2 separate regions of the Gossypium hirsutum genome follow, and region 2 is linked to region 1. Evidence: chromatin contacts called from public Hi-C data. All regions are on one chromosome and are shown on one strand. Each heading gives the region's core, a stretch centred on a gene start, on an enhancer-like site or on the middle of the called end of the contact. The rest is flanking DNA. Distances are from core to core; before and after follow the strand shown. Region 1 holds the start of LOC107901877 (F-box protein At5g46170). Region 2 holds the start of LOC107901871.

The links. Hi-C and Micro-C count contacts between places; a contact is called where the count stands out from the background.
Region 2: a contact with region 1 is called in a Hi-C map of leaf, with 1.9 times the contacts expected there. The contact joins the promoter of LOC107901871 here to the promoter of LOC107901877 in region 1. A contact is called at or near these places in 2 of 34 Hi-C or Micro-C datasets (anther and leaf).

The regions. Positions count from the first base shown.
Region 1 is chrD06:52,433,570-52,438,322 of Gossypium_hirsutum_v2.1, reverse strand. It overlaps LOC107901877 (F-box protein At5g46170), which reads right to left and starts at 1,815. Exons shown (of 2, transcript XM_041095486.1): 1 at 301-1,815. The coding sequence starts at 1,491. The coding sequence ends at 313.
Region 2 is chrD06:52,699,163-52,703,915 of Gossypium_hirsutum_v2.1, reverse strand. LOC107901871 reads right to left here and starts at 2,219. Exons shown (of 9, transcript XR_005914603.1): 1 at 1,857-2,219; 2 at 662-911; 3 at 339-462. LOC107901872 (CBL-interacting serine/threonine-protein kinase 23) reads right to left here. Exons shown (of 14, transcript XM_041095499.1): 10 at 4,607-4,729; 11 at 3,653-3,709; 12 at 3,450-3,524; 13 at 3,169-3,247; 14 at 2,302-2,602. The coding sequence ends at 2,538.

The DNA of each region.
Region 1 (4,753 bases), core at 566-3,065:
TAAACCATATGAATGCAGATCCAAAACTCAAAAAAGGAATGAAGATGCTAAGGTATGCTAGTTAGATTTCAGGCAGCGCATGCATTCCGAGATGCTTCCTAGCATAATCATGTTTGCTCTCCCCTCTAATTCACAATGAATTATACAAATCAAAACGATCATAATAGAACCAGAAGACATCAAGATTCAACAGCATATTTATATTTTAAAACCATATATCTAAAGGACTAATGGTGAACATAAAGTCATGTAACAAATTAATCAGCATAGACAAGTATTTCAAGCATATGAGAGTTTTACCGTTGCAGGGTATCAAAAGGAGTTCATCTCCAAACAATACGTCCTTCTCTTAATCAGCATCTTCGCAGCAGTCCCATAAGGCTCTTCGAAAGCAGTTGATAACCAAGAAGCATCGGAGACCTCTTTTCTAGAAGCAGATTGCTCACTGGGCCTAATTGCAACTAAAGTAGCACCTTTTAATACAACCCCGTTTGGCAATTCCAAATGAGGGGCATACCAAAGCCTCATATTCAATGCCGGCACCTGCGTCCTTTTGGAAGCTGAAGAAGCCGATAATGGCTTGACTCTCAACTCCTCAAGCTGATCCCTGTTCATACGAAGCACCCCTTGTCCATCCGCATCGGTTAAAACCAAGGTATCCAGCGTCCTATGCTCAGCAATTATCGGTTGAAGTAAGTAATGCCTTGCTGATGCTGCGATTAACGAACTAATCGTCCAAACAACCCTTAATTTCAAGCCTCCATTGGTATAAAACGACTCTGGAATACTCCCATTATCATCACCGTTGCCGGTAATGCTATTGTTGCTGCAAAACCCATCGTTGCCATACTCCGATACTTGCGAATGCACGTCATTAATAACGGAGGCAGCTCCAAGGATGATGCAGTTATCAAGGGTTGATCCGAAATCTGCTCTCCATTTCAACAGAACTCCATCGTCAATTCCTAACTCGCCGCTGGGTAATTCGATTCGGAGGAAACGAATCTCGCTGAAATTTCTAAGCACTTGAGTAGGGGAATGGTGGGTGACACCAGCTTGGCCCATTTCGGCATCATCATCATCAGCGCCGCGACCGACGGATGAGGAAGAGGAAGGGGCGTTAACCGTTTCATTGAGAAGGGAGCGTTTAGGGCCGAGGAATTGACCCAAAGCTTGAAGGGGTTTAACAATGCCTCCGAAGACGAGACGCAAGAAGTTGGAGAAGGGACCGGCGGGACGTGACTTGTCGGAGGATGAGGAAGAGGGGGAAGAATCGTCGTCGGAGATGACACAATCGACACGAACGAGAACGTTATCAACTTGAGGGACGAGGGAATGGAAACGACGGGAGACAAGGCAGCATCGGCCGAGAGCTTTAACGTCGCCGATCTTGTTGAAGATTAAAAGAAGGAGAGAGTCGGGAAGACGGTCGAAGTGATCGAGTGGCAGGGAGTGGAATCTGTGGATGGGATCTGAACGAACCGGACACATTTTTCGTTTCTCTAAATGGGATTATCTGGTTGGGAGAAGAAAAGGGGTTAGATCTGGGGATGGGCTGAGGGTAAACCTATCGTTTTTAAGGGAAGGGAAGGGAGATAGGGCGGAGTAGGATGGAAATGGAAGGATGAGATACTTCCAAGGTTTTTGTCTTTTTCACAGAGAGAGAGAGAGAGGGTTCGCGTTACAGAAAGAGAAGAAAGGTGTGAACGGGACCGGAAAAAAGAATACTCACAACGTTAACTTTATCCATTTTAGCCTCCATACCATCGTTGTTTCGATTGCGCGGAAGCAATTGAAACCAATAACACTAATTCATCATCAAATTTTTATTAATTTTTTTATCAAATAAATAATAAAGACAACAAAAGAAATCAATAGGATGTTGTAAAACTTCCCCAAAATCTATATTATAAACATAAAAAGTATAGAAGATATAAAATTTTATTTCTAATGGACATTAGAGTCCTAAAATTTCATAATATTCCCTCTTGAATGTTTATTGGTAGATAATATATCTCGATAAAATTTTATTAAGATAAAAACCTTGTGGAAAAAAATTCTTAGCGAAGGGAAAAAGAATAATGTTATGAGTGAGGAAAAACTTTGAAAAAATATATTTTGATCTTTTTAGGAGTTTTAACAATAATAAGCAAACTTTGATCATGGTCCTTTTATAAAAATGCATATGGGTATTTTTGATCATTTTATAATCTTCCTTCAACTATTATCCATTGAGTTGAATTTACCATATATGTTCAAATCATTTCAATTTATATAAATATTTATGCAAACATATTGAACAATTTTTCGAATTTTTTTATATGCTTTTAACATTCTAAATCTTCCCAAGATTTTAATATAATTTTTACTATATGGTGGTTGTAACACCCCTAACCCATATCTGTAGCCGAAATAGGGTTACGGAGCATTACTGTACAATCCTAACATAAAACATTCATTTCCAAACATTAGATAAATCATATCATAATTCAATCAAATACATGCATATCGTCCTTTATTCGAGCCCTTGAGGCCTTAGATTCACTTTAGAAATGATTCGGGACTAAATCGAAAACAATTAGAGGGTTTAGAAAAAAGCCAAAAAATTTGAACTATAGGGGTTACACGGCCGTGTGGCCAAGCCATGTGACTCACACGGCTGAGACACACACCCATGTCTCAGGCCGAGTAATAGTCGAAATAGGGACACACGGCCGTATTCCAACCCGTGTTTGTGCTCGTGTAACTCTCTGACTTGGGTCACACGGCCAAGCTACACGCCCGTGTGTCAGGCCGTGTATCTCTCAGAATATCCTCACACGCTCATATGTTAGGTCGTGTACTAGGCCGTGTAACTTTCAAAAAGCAACCATTAACAACCTACAGGGGACACACGATCGTGTCACCTAGTCGTGTGTCATACACGACTGAGACACATGCCCGTGTCTTAGGCCGTGTGGACAAGAAATAGGCCAAAATCAAGCCTTTTCTTTCACCCAATTTCAACAAGTACCTACAAGCCAAGTGAATTTATGATCAAGGCATCAAAACATGCCAAAATATGCATAATAAGACCATTTCAATATACCATAAGTCCATTTAACCAATATGTCATTTAGGCACCTCAAACACAACCAAACATTCATATTTATGTTTGCATCAAAATGATCATGTCTCATCCAAACAACCTTAACTAAATTCCATATCAACACATAACCTAATTGACCACATTTCAACCATGCCAACACATACCACTTTGGCCATTTAAACCATGAATCAATTTGAAAATAAAAACACCAACCATATTACCATATTTACAAGCCAAACATAACAACTAGTTCATCAAACACAAGTTCACCTATACATGTCATTATAACCTTGATCAAGACATCAAAAACTACCGATATAATCATTGGATAGTGTGATAAATCCTTGATGAGTTTCCAACCCAATTGAGCTTTCGATAATCTGAAACGTAAGAGAAAGATAACCACATAAGTAATGAATGCTTAGTAAGTTCGCAAATATTTGAAACATAACTTATTATTTCAATATTATAATACATAGATTAACACCAATACTTTAAACTTGGTATAAACCTATTGAACACCATTCAACTCACATTTAAGTATATTTATAAACATCACATACACCTTTCATTCATAACATAATAAAGTCTCATAGGTAGACTTACATATTTATCAACCTTCCCTTAAAACGATGAACCATTTCATTTAACATTCTTACCATTCCATTTTCTTAGCAGAGGCTTAATTACTTTATTAACTCACGAATTAGTATATTTATTCATGACATAAGTGAACTCACATATAGCATAAGTAACTTTCTTCCTTATAAGCAAGTCCTTTAATTCAACAATCATTTTATTTCATCACATTACATCACAACTACGAACTTATCATTTCATTACCTATTCTCACCCATTTCATTTACATAACATACAAGATATAAACATAACATTAACCATAGCCACAAGCTAGTGCATTTAAGCATAACTCTTTTAAATTCGACTGCACATTAAGCCATTTCATGATAAATTACATATATTGATTCTTACCACTCTTTAATGCACATAAGCATCTTTCTATTTGGTCACTTACCATTTCAATGCATATCTTTAAAGCTAACATAATACAATCCAACCAATAGCTTGGCACAAGCTTAAGCATCATCAACAACACATGTTAATGCATCAATTCATAATCCACTTGAATTAACATAAGATAAGTCATTAAACATGAAATACCTCACTTGAAATCATCAATTTCATGAACATAGACATACCTTCAATTAACATTTTCTTTTCGTTCCTTTTTCATAATTTTCATTATATAAGTCATTTGAATACTTATCGTTCCTTTCATTTTCTTACTCATCTCATTTCCATAGTACAAAATATAAACATAAGATTTACCTTACGTATTCCTGTCATCCAAAATATCACTAGGTGAATTGAAATATTCAATTCAAACTTAAATATAAGACAATTCCATCAAAATCACCAAACAAGTTACCTTACCGAGATTTACAATCAGATGAACAACTTACGGATAAGAGTACATCGTCAACAGAAGCTCATAAGAGTTGGTCCACCCGAACACGCTAACAGAAGCTCAAAAGAGCTGAACAGAAGCTCACAAGAGCTTAATAGAAGCTCACAAAAGCTGATGCACCCGAATCACACCAAACAGAAAGTATAACACGAAAGTTCGCAAAAAATGTTGAACCTCGA
Region 2 (4,753 bases), core at 970-3,469, 270 kb before region 1:
AAAAAATATACAAACAAATAAACATTAATGTTTCCTGTAACTTATGTTTCTTAGCTACAACAATGTCAATTTATTGTCATAAGGCAATGAATTATAGTTCCTAATAGCACAATTCGTTTAAAGGATACAGAAAATCATAACTGTCCAGAAACTAAGTTCTATTTATCAGTCCATTTATCACAGTGTTGCTCGTCTATTTTCTATATATCATTAAGCATATCTCAAAGCATCAAATACCTTGAAATGCTTGAGTTTTTGTGATGATCACACTACAATGATTATATTTTCCTAGGGAGCTGAACTAGCAAAAAGCAAATAATGGAATTACAGCAGCTAACCTTCAGAAGTAGCCCAGGATGGGGAGGAAGCAAAATTCAGGCATGCCCCACATGTTTCACATGCAATTTTATCAACATCTATGTTTATCCATCCTCTCCGAGCACAAGACAATGAGCTTGCAACCTACAATTCACTTGAAAGGAGCAGTATGCCTTAAGATCATATTAATCAGACTCTATAACTAAAAGAATACTGAATCTCGTAAGTATTAAACTCAACACAGATGAAATCACATTAGTTCTAAGCAAAAACTTGAAACTTTGTATTTGAAAGTGTATCCACTAGTAAATGTACACAAGGAGATCCCAGATCAAAAGCATACCTTAGGTTTCCCAAACCAATTCACAGGCTTAAATGTAGCCAATCGCCTGAGAAGATCTCCTCTTTCCCATGGTCGACATGAAGTTCTTGATGATCCAAGAGCAGACCCACCAGCAGTAGAATAGAGTGAAATCCATTGGGCTTGGGATCCGACACAAGATTTAGAAGCTGCTTTGGAATTTTGGCCATGACCAGACCAATCAACACTGCCGACATTTGTTGGAACAGCAGGGGAGGATGCACCAGCAGAACTGATAAGGAGAAGTAGCATAAATATATATATTTTTTGAACTCCTAATGGAACATCATATATATAACTGTTTCATATAAAATGAATGGAACAGGCATATCCATACCTCCTCATACTGTATATTAACAAATCCCTCGTATAAGTCAGTTTCTTTAACAGGAAACGACTATCCTGATAGTTAATGGCATATTCCTAGTGGACGTTGAGCCAGTTTCCATCCTCTATTGGCCCCACCCTTAAAGGTAAGTAGCCACATAACAAGGTAATTAAGGACTTAGCACGTAGCAAAACAAGCATAGAAATGATAAACGGTATCATTTCTAGATCATCAAGGCTTTTCTACTCTGCTCTTCCTTTACATAACTTGAAACTAGAGCAACAATTTTTGCAACAGTAAAAATACCCTCATTTATCTCAGGTCCTTAATAGCTATTTCAAAATTACAGCTTCAAAATACATTTAGTTGAGCTTGAGAGAAAAATTGAAAAACAAGATAGAAGGGATGAAATTGAGCACAAAAATTATAAATAACCCAGTGAACCGTCAAAACCAAAAACTGACTTTAATCAGTTCTTTTCAATTTTCTTTTTCCATTTTCATGTTCGAGAGAAAATGCGCCTAAGCTCAAAATTAGGATATCTTTAGCCGAACCCATCCTCTCATTACTTGTTCCTCACTTTCTCGGCAACCAAAAACGTTGCTTTAACTAAATCTCAATAATTTTCCACTCTCCAGAACAATTAATTCCTCAGTCTTCTTCTCGCGTCGCTTTTCCCGGCAGCCAAACACACCCAATAGAAACCTAACCTTAGCCCTAAAAATCACACAGAAAAACAGAAAACAAACCCCTACTTTCACCTGAAAAATGAAGGATTGCGAAAGAAAACCCTAATTTGAGAATTGAGATGACAATGGGGGAGGGAGAAAGAGAGGTGAGAATTGGTACCTCGCAGCAGGTGTGGGATCTATGGTGCCACCAGAGCTAATAACCTCTTCTCTCATTGCAGACCCTTCCCTCCTCTTCCTTTTGGCCTAAGAAAAAGTATATGTTACAGCAATAATTTGATTTCGAAAGCAGAGACCAAGTGAGTCGAACTCGAAACCCGAATAATTGACATTGTCAGCTGCCTTTTATATCGTGTATATAGTTGCCAGACGCGCGTAACGCGAGCGTATGGGCTTCAATCCCTAACCTCGCTTTTACTTGTTTAGGCCTTCATTTTATTTTATAAGCAAAAATTAGGAGGATATCAACGACACTTCAATCTTCTTCAAAGGCTTACACGTTTTTATGCTACGATCAGATTTTGGGTCAAAACTCTGTAAAAATAGTTGTCATGTGATAAATATAGAAAGATAATTGGGAAAAAGAATTAAAGAAAGAAATAAAGTGAAACAACAGATTTTCCTTTGCTTTTCTTTTCCCCATTTTATTTATTCACAAATTCAATTGATAGGAACATCACATTTAAGGCATATTATACAGAAGCAAATATATAGCTGGTATGCGTATATAAAGTGCCTTCTTTTACACAAGCTGAAGTTTCTAGCAACGTCTATCGAAGAACAAGATAAATATTTGTTTTTTTTAGTAGCCGCCGGTGACTGACAATTCGCCCAACAGAAATCAACGGATAGCGCATTGCGACTGGGAATGCCCGTCATTGGGTGGAGAAGACCCAGCAGCACACCCTGCAATAACTGAAGGACTCAAATAAAAACCCAAAACCAAGGAGAGTCCAAAATTTTAAAAAATTAAGCATACTCATGTTCAAACACATACAATATCAACAACACTCTTGCTCGAGTCCAAGTAACATATTATCTCAAACCTTAATTCAAAGTAAATTTGTATAGATAAAGATAAAATCCAATACCCAGGCATGCAATATGATGGAAGGTAGATTTAATACAACTTATTTTGATTGTTGCATCATTCCAACAGAAATTAAATTTTCTCAACTGCTAATTGCTGACATACTCCAAGCCATCCACGTTAAATTCATAATGTACACACTTGAAATAATTTTGCAAAAGATTCAAGCCTGAAGCTATCAGAGGGCAACCTATATTTCCCCTAAAGAAGGGATAAGATTCCACTTAGCTCATGGGATTAACATCTCTATGTCTTAGTCCAGCAAAAATACGTTGAATCTAGATTCTCCTTCCAATAAATAAATAAATAAAAATCATAGGAGGATACGTGATTGACAATTCAGAAGAGATGCACGCACTGCTAGATGGAACGATATACTAACCATCCTTTTCTTCCACTTTTCCTCTGTCTGTAGTTGTCCAAACAATATCTTTTAGCCCAGTAGAGAGATTATTATAGAACTGTAAATTTAGGAAACAGTGTTATTTCAAGGTAATATCAAACCAAAGAGGAAAATATATGTACCACTACCAGGTGTACTTAGAATCGGGAAACATCAAATTGACATGCTTTGCATGGCTTTACATGACCATGGTTATCAGCAAATTATTAAACAAAAGTGCCCACCGCATTAATGATACAGCACTGACATTAGGGTAATACCTTGTGAAATTCCAGGGTATCCCCTTCAGACTTTCGAAGTTCAACCATGAAAAGGGAAGGAGCCACCTGAAAAATCTGAAAAAGAAAAGAGGCAGTGTCAGGGGACATGTTATAGATAGGATCATTAATAATCATGTTCAATCAATTTCAGACAAGGTGAAACTGAAATTATGCAAAAAAAATTATGACTGAAACAGAGGTACCTCTGTTGTAACAGCCAAATGACCCTTGCGTCCAGTTTTTTCTCCTAGAAGCTTCATCTGAGATGGGTAAAAAAACAGGGAAATTAAACTGATTTTCTAGTCAAAGTTCTAAACTGACTACACATCATCTCAATTTAGATACATCCGAGTCTCTCTATGCAACACTCCAGTTCTATTCGAAAGAGCTTGATACCAAGACAATTACCAAATGGAGTTGGTGACAAACACAAACAAAAATGGAATCATGTTTAATATGTGTCCATCAGAAATAGCATCAGTGCTTCACTGAGCAGGTGTAGAGTTGTTAATAAATGATCAAATACCATGATTAGCAAGCATGAATATTAACTGCAAATTGATCCATCTAATTTCTTGAGACGATAAACAGCAGTCAAAATGAAGAGGCTGGGAAGAGATAAACCTTGTAGTTATTTTTCTTCACACCAAAACCCATGGGCATTGCAGTTTTTTCTATTTTTGAGATTATCTCATTAGCAGGACATTTTGATGTGAATCTTGTTTCCCGTTTAATAAGTCCCTGTAATTAGAGGAAATTACAACCACTTTAACTTTCAAGGTTATGTATTTTGTAAGTTGACGCGTAATCCAAGACTTCCACAAAATGAAACATATTCTATTAGATTTGACGGTCTAAACTTTTTGTATGATCGTATCAGTGAATATCAACCATGCTGCATCAAGAACTAAAATTTCATTTTAAGCAAAATAGGACCAGTAAACAATGGGATATAACAGGTGAATTATCAATGACATGCCTCAAGACAGTTAAAACACTTTATGCACAACTTCAGAGTTCAAGAAAATTCTAGTTCATGTCTACCACCAAAGGGGCTTTCACTTCACTGGATGAATCAAAATGTGAGATTATCCAGGCTGTTTCCCTCTTGTGCTTAATATATCACATAGAAAGTCACGTATAACTAGCTAACATACCATTTGCTTCTCAAACAGACTACTGAGGTTGAGACCCTGCGATGTTGAGATAAGTTCAAATGCATTCATAGTAGCAGGTACGACAGACCCTTCTTCACACTGTTCAACAAGGTTCCGAGAATCCTGCAACAAAAATCATGCATCCAG